2 separate regions of the Pan troglodytes genome follow, and region 2 is linked to region 1. A link is a contact called in public Hi-C data. All regions are on one chromosome and are shown on one strand. The core of a region is the stretch at or near the end of the contact, and the rest is flanking DNA. Distances in the headings are between cores, read along the strand shown. Region 1 holds the start of CREB5 (cAMP responsive element binding protein 5). Region 2 has its middle 100 kb from the start of TRIL.

Region 1 (7,575 bases), core at 3,702-6,201:
AATCCAATTTGTAAGAAGCAAAAGAAGCATATAGATGGGAAACACCAGCCAGGATCACATTAATTTTGTGACTAACTGCATTGCTTAGAAGAAGGAGAAGGAGAAGAAAGAAAAGATGACAAAAATAATAAGTCCACTCAAATCCCAATCTTAATCCAACAACATAACCAGAAGAAAACGAACTACAAATACAAAGTTCACATCTTACTGATCTAGTGAACATTACACACCCATAAAATAATTTTTAGCTTAGTAAGAATAAACTCCAATGACAAGAAAATATTATAGGATTGTGATACCTCATTGCTAAAAAGTAGATTATAGTAAGAAATTGGGAGTCTCGGAACTTGCCATCATGGAAACTCCATGATTGATTGGTTTTGAATGTGCAGGTGTGGGAAACTGACAAATCGTTGTAACAAAAATCTTCAACTTACTAGAATTGAAAATCTATGCAGGAAAAGTCTCTCTGACAAACTACCATTCATTTAGCCACCTATTCAAATAAAAGCTGTGACATAACAGAGATCTATAAATAAGGGCATGGTTTCCAATTTTTTGTTGGAATGTTCTAATAAACTATCTTCTCAGGTATAAACTATATAAGGTCACGACTGACCGCTAATTGACAGGCAATTTATGGGCACCAGCAATTTACATTAAAAATAGTGGGCTTGGAGATATTTTGAATATGTTTACTATGAGTGAAGTTGAAAAATAAAAACCACTGTAATCAGTAAGGATTTAAAAATAAGAGATCCATATAAAATGCTATAAGCAAAGGAAAATGAGAAACATTTCTGGGGAGACACAAGTGAGTTTTATTATTCTTCTTCTTTTAAGTTTTAAAACTAAAGTAATAGTTGATATTCAACCCATAGAATCGTCCTTCAGGGACATACACATCTAGGTTTGAATGCGGAAAACTGTTTTTTTTTATTTTTATTTTTAGGTTTCTTTTTCAGGAACTTTCTTATTAAAACTTAAATACTTATTGAAGTGATTCATGAAACCTCACGGAAAGGGGAATTCATGCTTGACACATTACTTAACATGCTCCATAGCTTCCCCACTGTAGTTCATATGCTCCTGAACATATTTTACCCGGGAAATAATAGTCTTATTCACACACACACACACACACACACACACACACACACACACACACACACATCCTTCCACATAAAATGCTATAAGTCCCAGGAAACTGACAAAAGCAACATTAAAATTTTGTGCAAAATCTAAACTCCATTTCTGAATTCCATCTATGAAAATACAACATTGGTTCTATTTAACTAAGTGCAAAGTTTTCTCTCTGTTTAATTGCATAATAAACATCATCCTTACCATTATCTGTAGAATAAAAGCAGCAACGTGTTGCTTCCTGCAGTCACCAAATCAAGTTTTTTCTTCCTTTCTTTCTAGTAACTTCTGTTTCACCAGCAAGATTAGGAAGAAAATAAGTCTTGAGTATTTGCCTCAGTATTTAAGACCAGAAGACAGTGAAACTAGCTTTTAGTAAAAAGAACAGGTCTGGTATTTTACAATTACTTCTGCAACCCAGAGGTACCTCCTAGACTCTGGTACCTCCCTCGTTCTCTAAGTTTCTTTTAGTAATGAGACTAATTTTTCCAGTAGTCTTGAACTCCCTAGATTTAACTGACATGGAAAATGTGACTAAAAATTTGTGGAACTGTCTAGCCTCCAACCCTACACAGAATCAACTTTGTTGTAAATGTTGAAGAACACCTCGCAAGCAGCTACATGCTCAGTTTATACTCCTGCGCTACGCAGCAGAGAACACCAAATAACAGTGCGCCATCTAGTTAGCAAGCTGCAATCTCCATGCTAGAAGGGGGGACACTTTCAAACCCTGGGAGTTAAGAACTTGTCAGGGTTCAGCTGCTCTAAAGGTCCAATTGTTTGTTTAAATAAAAAAAATATCGCTACTGAGATAATCCACATCTAGTGGATATGGGAAAATTTAGGTTATAATGGCACTACAAACTTTTACATCTAACTTTGATTTACAAGATAAAAGCAAGTTTTAAATTAAAAGGGCTTTCTGTTAATAGAGCTTATTATTCTGAAGACGGGAATGATTTTCTTCGAAAGTTGTCCCTGGGTGCATGCCTATTATCTTTGCTTTTCCCCTTCCACTAATGAGCATTTATCTAAAGAGCCTGTTAATCCTCTGATGTGTGCTTCTGGTCAGAGGTAACAGTTTGAATAAAACCACTAATCACTGATCACTAAATCACTGATCATTAATCACACTTTCCAGTGCCCATGACTGGGCCATTTTTTTTCCTTTAAGTCTATGCATCACAAACAAGAAGTTCAACATTTTCGATGCACGTATATTGTGTGGAGGTTACACTATTTCATCTCTAGATGTGAATAAATACTAAATCCTGCCACAAACTTGGGGAAGGATGTCAATTAGACCCCAGACAGGAGTTTCACAAATGCCTACCCTACAGCATGTCTTTCGCTTTGAAGAAAGTAGATCTAATTATAAGAAAACATGTGTTCTTCAAGAAATTCCCACATATTTGCAATGTAAACTTTTCTTTATTTAGTTTTTACCAACTCCAAATCAGGGACCACTCCAATCTCCTCTCTCCCTCTATCCAAAACTCTGTTAATACTTTTTTTTATTTAATTTCTGCTGCACACCTCCCTCACCCACCCCCCATCCCCCACACCGAGGGTTCTTTTTACTTTGATCCCTTGCAACAAGTCATACACAGGGTCTTTATTTCAACTGCCAGATACGGAGGTTCTGACTCAATTCAATGACTTACGTATTCGACTTCCTCTTTCAACATAGAAACTTAAGGTTAAGAGCTAGAAACTAACGCACGCAGCAATTTATTGTATGGAAGTTTAGGTTCAACGACTCACATTCCCTCACTTTGGAAATGAAACGTTTAGTCTTGATCCTTTCAGCTAAACCTGATTTTGTCAGCATCCCTCTTCTGCTAAAGGGCAGGCACTACGTAAAGTGAAATACTTTGTTTGCAGTGGGTGTATCGTTTTCCTAAGTCACCACCACGAGGACAGAGTATTATCATAACGCTTGCAAACATTTCCTGATTTGCCTTTTCTATCAGGACTAAGCATTTTCGCCCTAGAAGAGAAGGCTTGCTGGTGCCTTTCTTAAATAATACAAAAGGGCAGATTGCGCGCTGATCAGGTACAGTGGTCCCCTCAGACCCCAGAAGCTTTTACCCACACTCCAGGGACCGTGCTCGCCCCAGGGAAAGCTGTAAAAAGGCGGGGGCGGGGCTAGAGTGATAACGGTGTAGACGGGGGAGTGGTGGAGAGGGAGGGGCTGGGAAGAGAGGGCAATAAAGATGCCCAGGGAGCCGGCGATTGCACGAGTGTGTTGTGGGGAGGGTAGGGGGATGCAAAGCAGAGTTGCTTTGTCAGCATTCTAAGCTCCTGAACCCTTGAGGAGCTCAAGCCGTTAATCAAACACTTACTGGCCTGCAGAATGACGTAATGGACCTGTATCCAGTCTTTATTCCTTGACACATGTCAGAGAAGGAGGGAAAAATAAAAATCAAACACATTCTGCAGACTGACAACGAAATATACAAGTAGCCCGCTCCAGTCCCCGGCCTTGAGCAAGCATCAAGTGGGGGCGGCACCGGTCCAGGGAAAGTTGGGGATGGGGGTGAGAGTGTGGACAAGGTCTAGGGCTTTATCTACCAGACGCCCCTTAAAAATAAATCTATGGCAAAGAAGAAGCGGGATGCAGCTGCTGAGAGAAAACATCTCCTTGGTTCCTTCCTTCGCATCTTGCCCCTCTAAGAACTTCGTGAAAAGTTCAAGTGATTCTGCCGAGAATCTGCCGCAGGGGGAGACTCCGCCGCCAGGTCTTGGGAATTGCCTGGGCGCCGCCAAGGCTCGAGCCGGAGCTGTCATTTGGGGCAGCGGCCGGGAAGAGGTAACGATGCCAGCAAGAAAGCAGCGGAGGCAGGAGGCGGCCGGAGGAGTGGACTGGAGCGGACGGAGCCTCGCCGCTCTCCAGCCCGGAGCGCCTGGAGCGAAAGCCAAGCGCCCTCCGAGGGCGACCTCCCCTCCCCGGGCGCGCGCCCACCCGCTGCAGCCGGCAGGCCGGCGGGAGAGGTGGCAGCTGCAGCTCCGCACCGGGGAGAGCAAGCCCCCTGCGCGCGCGCCCACCCGCCCCCTAGGTGACCCGGCGTCCTCGCCGCGCCCGCTGGAAGTTTGCAAACTTTCTCCGGGGGTTCCGCCGCCACGCTGGGAAGCTGGGGACGCGGGGGGAGGTTCCTGGCTCGCCGTCTCCGCTGCCGCTTGACCGCACTTCTGGAGGGCTCCGCACCTTGCCAGGTCTCTGGAGGCAAACACACACCCCCGATTCATAACTGGTCCCCGCGTCAGGGGACTCGCGCGCTCCCACACACGCACGCACGCCCGCCGGGCGGACTCGGCGCCGGCTCCACGTTAGCATCCCTTCAGGCGCGCGGCGCGGCGGCCACCGAGCGCTCCGGCACTCACGCGGCGCGGGGTCTCTAGGGTGGCCTCAGGACACAGCCGAATTCCACAGTCTACCAGCACTCGGGGCCGGACTTCCCTCTGGTCCGCCAAAATGTTTACAAACACAGATCACCCTCCAGAAAAAAATGCATCGCATCTTCCCTACTCCTTGCCCTGTGACCTGCCCACTGGACCAAGTAACCTCGCGGCTGCTTCCGAGAACCAACCCCTGCAAACAAGTACACTCCCGAGATGGCTCCCGCGGCAAGTGCAACAAAAGTGGCTAAATGCAAAAGCCCCAGAAGTGGCCGAGCCGTATTTTTAGGAACTTACCAAACAAGTGTGGAGAAGGCAACAGCGGAGCCCGGGTGAAGGGACCACGTTGGACTGAGCAAAGATTACAATACATTCTATTTAGAGTGCATTACATCACCCCCCCGGTGACGTCACGTGGGATTCCTGAACTTCTAAATCATTGCGGTCCGCTGGGGAGGGACGAAGCGAGGGGCGGGGCCGGCGCGTCGAGGGGGCAGGCCCCGCCCCGACCCCGCCCCGCCCGCGCGGACCCTGGTGCACTCGCCCGGGAGCGGCAGCGGCGGGGGCGACTGCGCAAGCAACAGCTTGCAGAGCCCAGCGCCGTGTGACACGGCTCCCTGACATTAGTGGTGTGAGTCAGCTTGGAAACAATCCTTATGGTTTCAGACAAGACCACGGAGGAGGCGCGGGCGTGGGCTCTTCTGCGGGGAGGGCCTGATGGGGTTTGAAAGGTGTAGGGATGGGGGTAGGGGAGAGGTGGGGAGGAGGATGCTGAAGGATGTGGGAAGAGACTTTGCAAACAGAAATGCAGGACGCTCCTCCCTCCCCCACCCGAGGATGTCCAGCTCCTTTTTGCTTGCGACAGTCATGACCTCATTTCAGTGTTCCCTGCATCCTGGCTTCTCAGAGCACTCACTTGTCACCCCTTCTTCACCGCCCCCCCATCTCACCTCCTCCAGGAGAATAACTTCCTTATGGTGCACACTCTCATGAAATACACAGCCCCACCCTTCGCGGGACCCCTGCTTCATGCGTCTGAGAAGCTGTAGGGAGAGTTGCTCCTAAGGCGAAAGGTGAATCACAGCTAAAGCCAAGTGATGAGCCTGATTTAGACACGGCGTCAGAGCCGAAAGGGCCCTTGGCTGTCACTTCCAGAGCCTCTTCGGTAACTGGCCCAAGCTCACGGGCTGGGAGGCGGCAGAGCCAGGGCCAGACTGCAGGATCCGGGCGCCTGGTCTGCAGCGAGAGGAGCCTGGCGTCTCCAGTATCCGGCCGTCACCATCACTGTCACCATCCCCCTGCTGAATTTCCTTTCAGAAGTTCTCCCTTTGAGTAGGATTCAAAGAGAAAGCATAGGCTAAATCCAGCCCGATTCTAGACGACCAATGCCAACCTCGCAGCCCCTCACACCTTACAAAGCGCTTGCGACCACGTGAATTCCCTTGTTTCTCACACCAACCCGGGTACCATAAGTAGGACAGGTATTATAATTATCCCCATTCTACAGGTGAGCTAAGGCAGACACCAGAAGGTTGGGGGCTGGCCTGAGATCACTTGATGAGCAAGAGGTGGCACTGGGCCCACCTCAATCCGTTTTCAAGCCCAGATCCCAAGTGGGCTCCTTCATAGAGCCAGGGGTAAGCATTCCCTTCTTGTGGGTTATTGGTGGTTGGAACCTCTGCTAAGAACACATTGGCTGGGAGATGGAGCTTTGCTTAGAAACAGTTTAGCCCTCGTTAATAAACAATAATCATTTCTGACATTTATGTAACATCTGACATTTATGTAGTACCTCTCATCCCAATGCATCACAACCATGACGGTGCAGTTTGCCAGAGAATCATGACTGGACTGGCTAGGAACTGTAATACATTGCCTGGATTGTCACATACTTCTGAGCTGGTTTTGACATACTAAATGGAAGAGCTTAGCATGTTGTTTCTGTTTTTAAGTGTTTAAATGGCCCTTTGCCCTTTAGTGTTCCTTGAAACCACAGCAGCTGATGACTGTTTGATCCTCACAGCCTTATTCAGAGTTCATCACTGAGTTTTCTACTTATTGTAGAAATAAAATCATTGCAATTTCATGCAAAAGGTTTCTAGCTGTCATATTACAGACTGAGATTTTTACATATTCCAGATCTCACACACACACACAAATCATTTCTAAATGTAAACTGAAGAAAAGAAGAGGTATTTATGAGTGTAGACTCTAGTGTCAGCCTGCCTGAATTCAAATTTTAGCTCTGCTACTTGACGCCTGGTTCTCAGTTTCCTCAACTATGAATGAGGATGGTGATGATAACTACAGAATTGTGCTTGGGGCCGGGCACGGTGGTTCATACCTGTAATCCCAGCACTTTGGGAGGCCGAGGCAGGTGGATCACCTGAGGTTAGGAGTTCAAGACCAGCCTGACCAACATGGTGAAACCCCCGTCTCTACTGAAAATACAAAAATTAGCTGGGTGTGGTGGTGGGTGCCTGTAATGTCAGCTACTCGAGAGGCTAAGGCAGGAGAATCGCTTGAATCTGGGAGGCGGAGGTTGCAGTGAGCTGAGATCACACCATTGCACTCCAACCTGGGTGACAAGAGCAAAACTCCGTCTCAAAAAAAAAAAAAAAAAAAAAGGAAAAAAGAAAAAAAAGAATTGTGTTTGGCACAGGGCAAGTACTATGGAAGCACTCACTCTCTTTTTATTGATAAAGGTATTTTGGCTAATGCTGTGATAGGTGGGCATTTGGTGATTTTTTTTTTTTTTACAAACTTAACTAAATAAATGAAAAGGGAACCTTTACCCCATAATTCCCCAGCCCCACATTGCCTTCTGCATGTGTCATCTGGACCAAGCAGCCTCTCATCTGTCAAATGCACTGGCAGAGCCCCTGTGTTTGTGGACTCACATTTCCGCCTCATGCTCACTCAGTCTCTCCCAGGATTTCTCAGAGCCAGAGTTTCATGGAGGCTGCAGTTCCTGAGAGCAGCTATGCAAGAGCATCTCTAAGGGTGCCTCCACTGGCGGTGGCCATGGCCTGG
Region 2 (7,575 bases), core at 3,055-5,554, 440 kb before region 1:
GCAAGAGAGAAAGTTTTCTTGAGGAGCTGGTGGCCAAGTGCAAGAGCTTAGGCAAGAAAATCAGCTACACATTTGGGCAGCAGTACCTTCAATGAAAGATGGATCACATAGGGATCTCACCTATTTTTATCATGGAGAATTTCTTTTAAAAAGATGTACTGAGTACTTTGGGAGGCAGAGACAGGAGGATTGCTTGAGCCCAGGAGTTTGAGACCAGCCTGGGCAATATAGTGAGACCTCATCTCTACAAAAAAGAAAAAATAAAAATTAGCCAAGTATGGTGGCAAGCACCTGCAGTCCCAGTTACTTGAGAGGCTGAGGTGAGAGGATTGTTTGAGTCAGGGAGGTTGAGGCTGAAGTGAGCCATGATCACACCACTGCACTCCAGCCTGGGCAACAGAGCAAGACCCTATCTTAGAAAAAAAAAGATGTACTGAAATTAATACCATAAAATTTTGTTCAGTTTGGGTGGTAGGTATGTGAGTATTTGTTATTTTGTTATATTTACGTATGTTTGAAATATCTTATTAAATAAGAAAATGCTACATTGTGCCAAGAGCAATGGTAGGGATTAGCTTAGGATATGAAAGGAACAAAGAGAAATCCACCTGCCAGCTAGCCCAGAAAGAGTGTGGGAAGCAGTGGAGAGAGTCAAAGAAAGCTTTCAAGAAACCACTGACACTTTAAAAAATGTCTTTAGTTTTAATTGACAAAGACGAATTGTATATATTCGTACAATGGGGTACAATGTGATGCTATGATACATGTATATATCATGAAATGATTAAATCAGGATGTCACTCCACATATTTATCTTTTCTTTGTGGCAAGAACATTTAAAATCTACTTCAATTTTTTAGCAATTTTGAAATGTGCAATACATTATTGTGAGCTATAGTCACCATGCTGTGCAATAGATCGCCAGAGCTTATTTCTCCTGTCGAACTGGACTTTGTACCTTTTGACTATCATCTTCCCCTTCCTTCTCCACCCCCACACCCAGTCTCTGACAACCACCGTTCTACTTTCTACTTTTGTGAGTTCAACATTTTTAGATTGTACGTATAAGTGAGATTTTGCAGTATTTGTGTTTTTGCACCTGGCTTATTTCACTTAGCATAATGTCCTCCAGGTTCATCCATGCTGTTGCAAATGACAGAAAATATGGTGTACATATATAATGGAATGCTATTCAGTCTTAAGGAATTTTTGTCATTGACATTGCTTTTAAAGTAGGGAGAAATCACGGGGGGATTTGCATTTTAGGAAGATGAATGAGAGAGAATAGCGATATGGAGGCAGAGAGACCAACAGAAGACCATTTGCCCCAAGAAAAGATTTGTGAAGGCCTAAACCCATGTGGGGATCAGAGGGAGGAGCAGGGACTAGAGGTACTCTTCAGAGAACCCTTACATCTTGGGTTCTAGTTGGATGTGAGAGCTAAGCAAGAGGAAATCTGGAATGCCTCTGAAATGTCTGTCATGGGCTCTTGGGAGAATGCAGTTTCTGGCATTGTTAATTCAGCTCGTGTTTTCCAGATGATTAAGAGGTTAGAGGCAAGAGAAAGAAGATGATGAGGTTCCTTAACAAAGTGTTATCTTTGTGGTTCTTATGGTATGCCCAAGTGTCCACACAAAGAGAATAATGGATTCAGGAGAGAGGTCCACACTAGAGATAAGGACTTGGAGGTCAGCAGAGGTCTGTTCATCTCTCGAGGAGGGAGAATAGATAGGAATAGGGTCAGGAAGGTGGCCAATACAGAGCCTTGAACACACCTACTTTAAAATCTGGAGGAGTGGGGGTGAGAAGGAAATCCTTCTAAAGAGGGCTGAAAAGAAACAAACAAGACAAACAGGAGATAAAATCCAGACAGAGTTGTGACTGAGCCCAAGGGACGGTGTGAATCTCCAGGAGAAAATTGCCCAAGAGGTAAAAATTCATGGAGAAGCCAACAGAATATCCATGAAAGTTATCCACTTAATATAGCAAGCCATTTGCAGGCCAATGATAATTACAAAAGCCATTTCAGGACACCAGATTGTAGAGGGTGGACTTGTAGCATGGTAGGTGTTCATCAAACATTTGTTGGATTGAATTACACAGGGTTACTGCCATCCTGGAACAGGCCTTGATGCTCAGGGAAGGGGTAGATGTTAGAGAAGAATGCGGTCTTTATTGGACATTCCAGTTTGGTCTAGGACCAGTAGCCCTGGATCAATCTGGAGAGGAGGCTTCCTCTTCCCAGCCTGTTGAGTCTTTGCCAACATTTTACTGCTCTGATCCATTATCAGTGTGTCACCCCTTTGCCATGCATAGAAACAGTAAGTGCAAAGAAAATGCACTGTGGGGGTGGATGACTCAGAAGGTTTGGCAATGGATAAACAGCATTTTACCTTTAGTGGTGATAGATAGAGGGCCCGCAAGGCAAAGACTGCTGTCTGCTTCTCCTCACCGGAGTCCTCCTCCTACTGTATTTTTGTGTAGCTCCAAGCATGCCACAAGTACCCACAACAAACCATTAATTAAAGCTGGTTTCTGGTCTAGGTTTAAAAACTCCAAAGTTGTCACATGGAGGGGCGTGTGTGTGTGTCAGAGGGAGAGAGAAAGAGAGAGAGCTTCACTAACCTTTATAGCCACTGCCTCTCTTATTCACCCATCTAACTTAGCAGCAGGCACTGAAGCCCAAATCGAAGAAGAAACCCAGTGTGCTCTGTCCTTGGAGGTATCTCCAGAGTACAGTGTCTTGTGCCTGCCACTGCTAGACATTCAGAGAATACTGACTGACAGATAGGAGGGATGAGGTGGCATCTTCTGGCACTCTGAATTTCCTTCATACTTTTTCTGATTTGGATTGTGTGGGTTGTACCAGCTAGTGTTCAACCTCAGACCCAGAACCAATATATCCATTCAGAGATGTCTTACTAGGAATTGGCTTATGCTGGCCGGGCGCGGTGGCTCACGCCTGTAATGCCAGCACTTTGGGAGGCCGAGGGGGGTGGATCATGAGGTCAGGAGATCGAGACCATCCTGGCTAACACGGTGAAACCCCGTCTCTACTAAAAATACAAAAAAAATAGCCGGGCGTGATGGCAGGCGCCTGTAGTCCCAGCTACTCGGGAGGCTGAGGCAGGAGAATGGCGTGAACCCGGGAGGCGGAGCTTGCAGTGAGCCAAGATCGTGCCATTGCACTCCAGCCTGGGTGACAGAGCAAGACTCCGTCTCAAAAAAAAAAAAAAAAAAAAAAAAAAAAAAAAAAAAAAAAAAAAAAATTGGCTTATGCTGTTGTGGGAGCTGCCTAAGCACATCCAAAGTCCACAGGACAGGGAGTCAGGAGGGGAAGCTAAAAAGCAGAGTGGAGCTCTGGGCATGACTGCGCTGTTGTTCATGGATGTGACCTCCTCTCTGTCTCTGTCTCTCTCTGGGGAGTCTTGGCTGTGCTTTGAGGGCTTCCAACTGATTAGGCCAGGCCCACCCAAGTTATCCAGTATAACCTCCCTTACTTAAAGTGAACTGATTAGTGACTTGAATGACATCATCAAACCCTTTCACAGTAACAGCTAGATTAGTGTCTGGTGAATCAATGGGAACTTTAGCTTAGTCAAGTCGACATATCAAAAAAGCCATCACATGGGGTTAAGAATAATGTTAGAGATCCTGTGGACAGGTAAAGAATAGGGTGTGTGTGTTTGTGTGCGTGTGGGTGTGTTTACGCGTGCGCGCGTGTGTAGGGAGGGAGGAAGAGGGAGTTGGAAGTCTTGGGACCCTCCTTTCTCTTCCCTTTGAAGTCTCACAAAAGTCTGTCGGGGGAAGATAATTGGCGTCTAACACCTTGCCGAGAGAAACCATGCCCTGAGGTTCTGCAACCCCGACACGCTGATGGAAGAACCATGTTTGCTGGCAGAGCCCCTGGTCCAGTGCTTTAGATAGGAGGCACCCACCCCGCCGGCAGGGCTGCTCCACAGTGTTGTGCGGCATGGCGCCTGGCGCCGGATGATTTCCCCACGGCGGCGCCAGAGGGCGCCCGAACTGAGGATTCGGCCCAGGACTCCCAGAGGAGACCGGCAGGTGCGGCGACGCCCAGGACTCCCGCACGCCCCGCGGCCCCGGCACGGGCACCGCACCTTCCCTGGCTACCCAGGCTACCTCCTTCACGTGCACATTTCAGGGATGGGCAGGCCGACTCCTGGGAGCAAGGAGCTTGTCTTTGTAAAGGGCGGGAGGAGGTGGCTGCTGCGGAGGGAGGCGGCAGCCTCAGGGCCCGGGAGGCTCCGTGCCTCTCTAGTCCATGCTCTCGGCTCCTCCCTCTTACTCTCAGACCCAGGGTCAACTTTTCTTGGGGCTCGGACTTTCGGAAGGCTCGCTGTCCCAGGAGGGAGTACGGCCCCGGCATGCGCTCCCCGACTTGGCCACCGCCTCCCTGAAATCCTCCCGTGGGTGCGCAGCGTGCCCGAGACTCAGGCGAGGTGCCCCCTCTGCGCGCTCCACACCCGGGCTGCTGCGGAGTGCAGCGGGATCTGCGCTTCCCTGCCACTTAACCGCCCCTCGCAGAAGCCCCTGCCCCCTAAACAGTCAGGGCCCAAGGCAAAGAAGCAGGTCTTTTGCGTAGTTTTTGTTTTGTTTCAATCAGGAGCTTAAAAAGGATGTATACTAATGTCACTCTTCTCTCCGTTAAACGTTCGGAATCTTAATGCAATCCTTTTTAAAAGCAATACAAATTTTGAGGGAAAGAAAAATCACTAGAGGACTTTATGGTTAAAGGTTTTAATGCAATGGTAGTATTACAAAAATAACTGGCATAGTTTTTTTTTTTTTTGCAATTCTCAAAGGTGGTGGCGAACAAGGACAAAACAGATCAGACAGTTGGAAATGATAAAGAAAGGCTTCTGCGCTCATAATTTTCACTCAAAGTACTCATAATTTGCGCAATTGGAACAGTTAAACACTCAGTGAGACTGAGCAATAAACACATTTCTCACTCAAACATAGCAGAGGTCAGGGAAGGAAGCCCGTGTTCTTCTTTTCTTGTCTGATGTAGGCACCTCCCTGGCCACAGCTTATTTGTGTAGTTTTGGAAAACTCTGACAGAAATGAGTGTCTGGGAGGCTTCTCAGTTGTCAAGAAGCTTCTTATATTTCCTAAAGAAACTCAACCTAGATTCATTAAGCCAAGTCACAGAGCAAAGAGAATTAAATATTTTTCTAAGGCTGCAACTAATCCTGAAACTTAAATATAGTGGGGGAGGGGAATCTGACATATGAAAGGTCTGTGACATTTTTATGGAAAATGTATAGAGATGTTGTGTCTAAATATCCTCAGATGAGGAAAAATGGATTTTTTTTGTTTTTTCAAAACAAAAACCAAATGATTTTCATCCACCTATTCCCAGACCTCTCCTTATAGACTTCAATTAAGTATCCTAACGTCTTTTTTTTGAGTCATTTAGGAAAATATTTATATGTCAGTGAAAGCAGGGAGATCCTTTGAAAGATCTTGCTAATGTATGTTAGAGTAAGGCCAACTCTTGTATTTATGATGGTTTTTCTTTTTCATCGAAATTGTAAGCTCACATTAAGGATTTTCCCTCCCTTTATAAACATCGGCACAGTGCCGTAACTTCCTTTATTTGCAATCAGTTATCCCATGGTTAACAAAGAACTTTTTTAGAGAAAAACGTGGCCTAATGAAATTCAGTAATTCTTTATATAAAGAAAAAAGGATCTTTTATATGCATTTTTATATGCATTAAATATATAAGCTTGGTGTGTACCTGGTAAAGTTGATTTCTGCTGACGATGTAACACAGGTAAATCAACATAGGGTCTCTAGCACATTATAGGGTCTAACACTTTATTGGGTTTTACCTTCAGGTAAAGACTTCTATTAAGAATATACAAGTGCCTGCATACCTAACCTGCCTTGTTTTCCACAGGGCTGTATACATAATCTCTTTTTAAAAATTTGTTTAATCAAAGCTTGCTATATTGAATACATTTAATTGGAATCCAGTGGTTAAAGAATATAAAAATTTACTGCTGTAGAAAAGTTTTGATTAGTGCTTTCCATTAGTGAGTGTTGTTGAGTAAACCCTCTAACAGCATATTTGAGTTCAGACAAGAACTGACTTAGCAAAACAGGTGATGCTTTCAACTGTACAAATATATTATTTCCCATAAATATTCCTAATGAAAGAGGTGGTCTGTTTCAGAGGAAGTAACTGCAATGACGACTTTTAAATAATCGGAAAAAAAGTTCCCAACCTTGATAAATATGTGCACAGGGACTGAAAGGGTGAATTATTAGGTGAGGAAAGGTAGAGTCTAGAAATCCTGCCCCATGTATGTTATAAAGTAAGCTGCACAAAAGCATGGCAGATAGCATCTGTGAGCCAATGCCATTTTCCTGCATCAAGATCTTTCCCTTTCTTCTTGCATCAAAAAAGTGAATTCAAATACAAAGAAAGGATGTTTTACCCTACTGAAATGTTGCAGGCAGAAGAAAGTTTGTGCTTTTTCTTTTTTTTACAAAAAAAAGAAAAAGAAAAAAATACGTTTGAACAAAATTAAAATACAAGAAGGTTCAATTCTCAGAATTTAACAATTAATTTTCATTCAGTGCTTAGCTATCGACTACAGACTTTATTAGTTAACAACAAAAGCAAAGATGCAGGTTTTAAAGGGAACTTTGGTTCCCCTTTTCCCATTTATGATTCTCCAATTCAGGAAGGGCTACATTTCTTTTCAACTGTGTGTTTAAATCTGGAATCAAGATGGGAGTAGTTAAACCACCGGCTGTGTCATGAAGTAACAAGTCAGGGTTCTGTGTCTCAAATGACAAACGTCTGACTTCACCTATTGCATGGAAAAGCCCCATGTACTGGAGTCAGAGGTCTGAATCTAGATTTTTCAACTATAGAATTCCAGCCCATTTTTAGAGGGAGCTAAGTGCTGTGAATATCTTCATGCACATGAAGTGTGTGTGTGTGTGTGTGTGTGTGTGTGTGTGTGTGTGTGAAGGCTACACAAGTGGGCAGGGCAGTAGAAGAAAGGGAGAGGAATTGGGGATGCAGAAAGCCTCTGCTTTGGAATATTGCATGTTTTCCTTTTCTATTATTCACAATGAATGTAAAGAATATTTTATAGAGAAGTAAATCCCCCCTTCTTTTTCAAAATTAGTGACAGTTGTAGGTGACTATTTTGTTCTGTCATTGTTCAGACGTTGTGTGTGAACAACGTCAGGGATGTAATGTATGACCGACTTTTGTGTATGATACCCACTTATAGATTGAAAACTGAAAAAGTTCAGAGAGAAATTTGTGTACACACAATTGTTCTTTCTCTTTCAATATCACCACTGTTGGCTGACAATGAAAATGTGAAGAACATCTCATTTTGTGTTACATCCCAATGTTCTGTCTTTGCAAAAGCAATACCTCAATATAATGGATGGAATTCAATGACAGTGGCAAACAATACTACTTACAATGCTATGTATGAAAAGAATGTTATACCATAACAGTACATTGCAGAAAAATGACATTTCATGTTAGAATTATTTGATTTGATCGTGGTGAAAAGA

The links. A called contact is a pair of places that touch in the nucleus more often than the background predicts.
Region 2: a Hi-C map of stem cell-derived neural progenitor cells shows a contact between it and region 1, with 4 times the contacts expected there. The contact joins the enhancer-like site here to the promoter of CREB5 in region 1. A contact is called at or near these places in 3 of 7 Hi-C or Micro-C datasets (induced pluripotent stem cells and stem cell-derived neural progenitor cells), 1 of 1 datasets of contacts at active chromatin or transcription factors (stem cell-derived excitatory neurons) and 1 of 1 other capture datasets (stem cell-derived neural stem cells).

The regions. Positions count from the first base shown.
Region 1 is chr6:34,206,834-34,214,408 of NHGRI_mPanTro3-v2.0_pri, reverse strand. It overlaps CREB5 (cAMP responsive element binding protein 5), which reads right to left and starts at 4,951. Exons shown (of 11, transcript XM_009452831.5): 1 at 4,840-4,951.
Region 2 is chr6:34,649,125-34,656,699 of NHGRI_mPanTro3-v2.0_pri, reverse strand. No RefSeq gene overlaps it. Among named protein-coding and RNA genes, the nearest start is that of TRIL, 100 kb to the left of the region's middle. Within about 2 kb of position 4,304, at least 11 of the 24 cell types and tissues checked have an H3K27ac peak or open chromatin away from gene starts, as enhancers often do. A contact at or near this core is called in induced pluripotent stem cells, stem cell-derived neural progenitor cells and stem cell-derived neural stem cells, where this site is marked.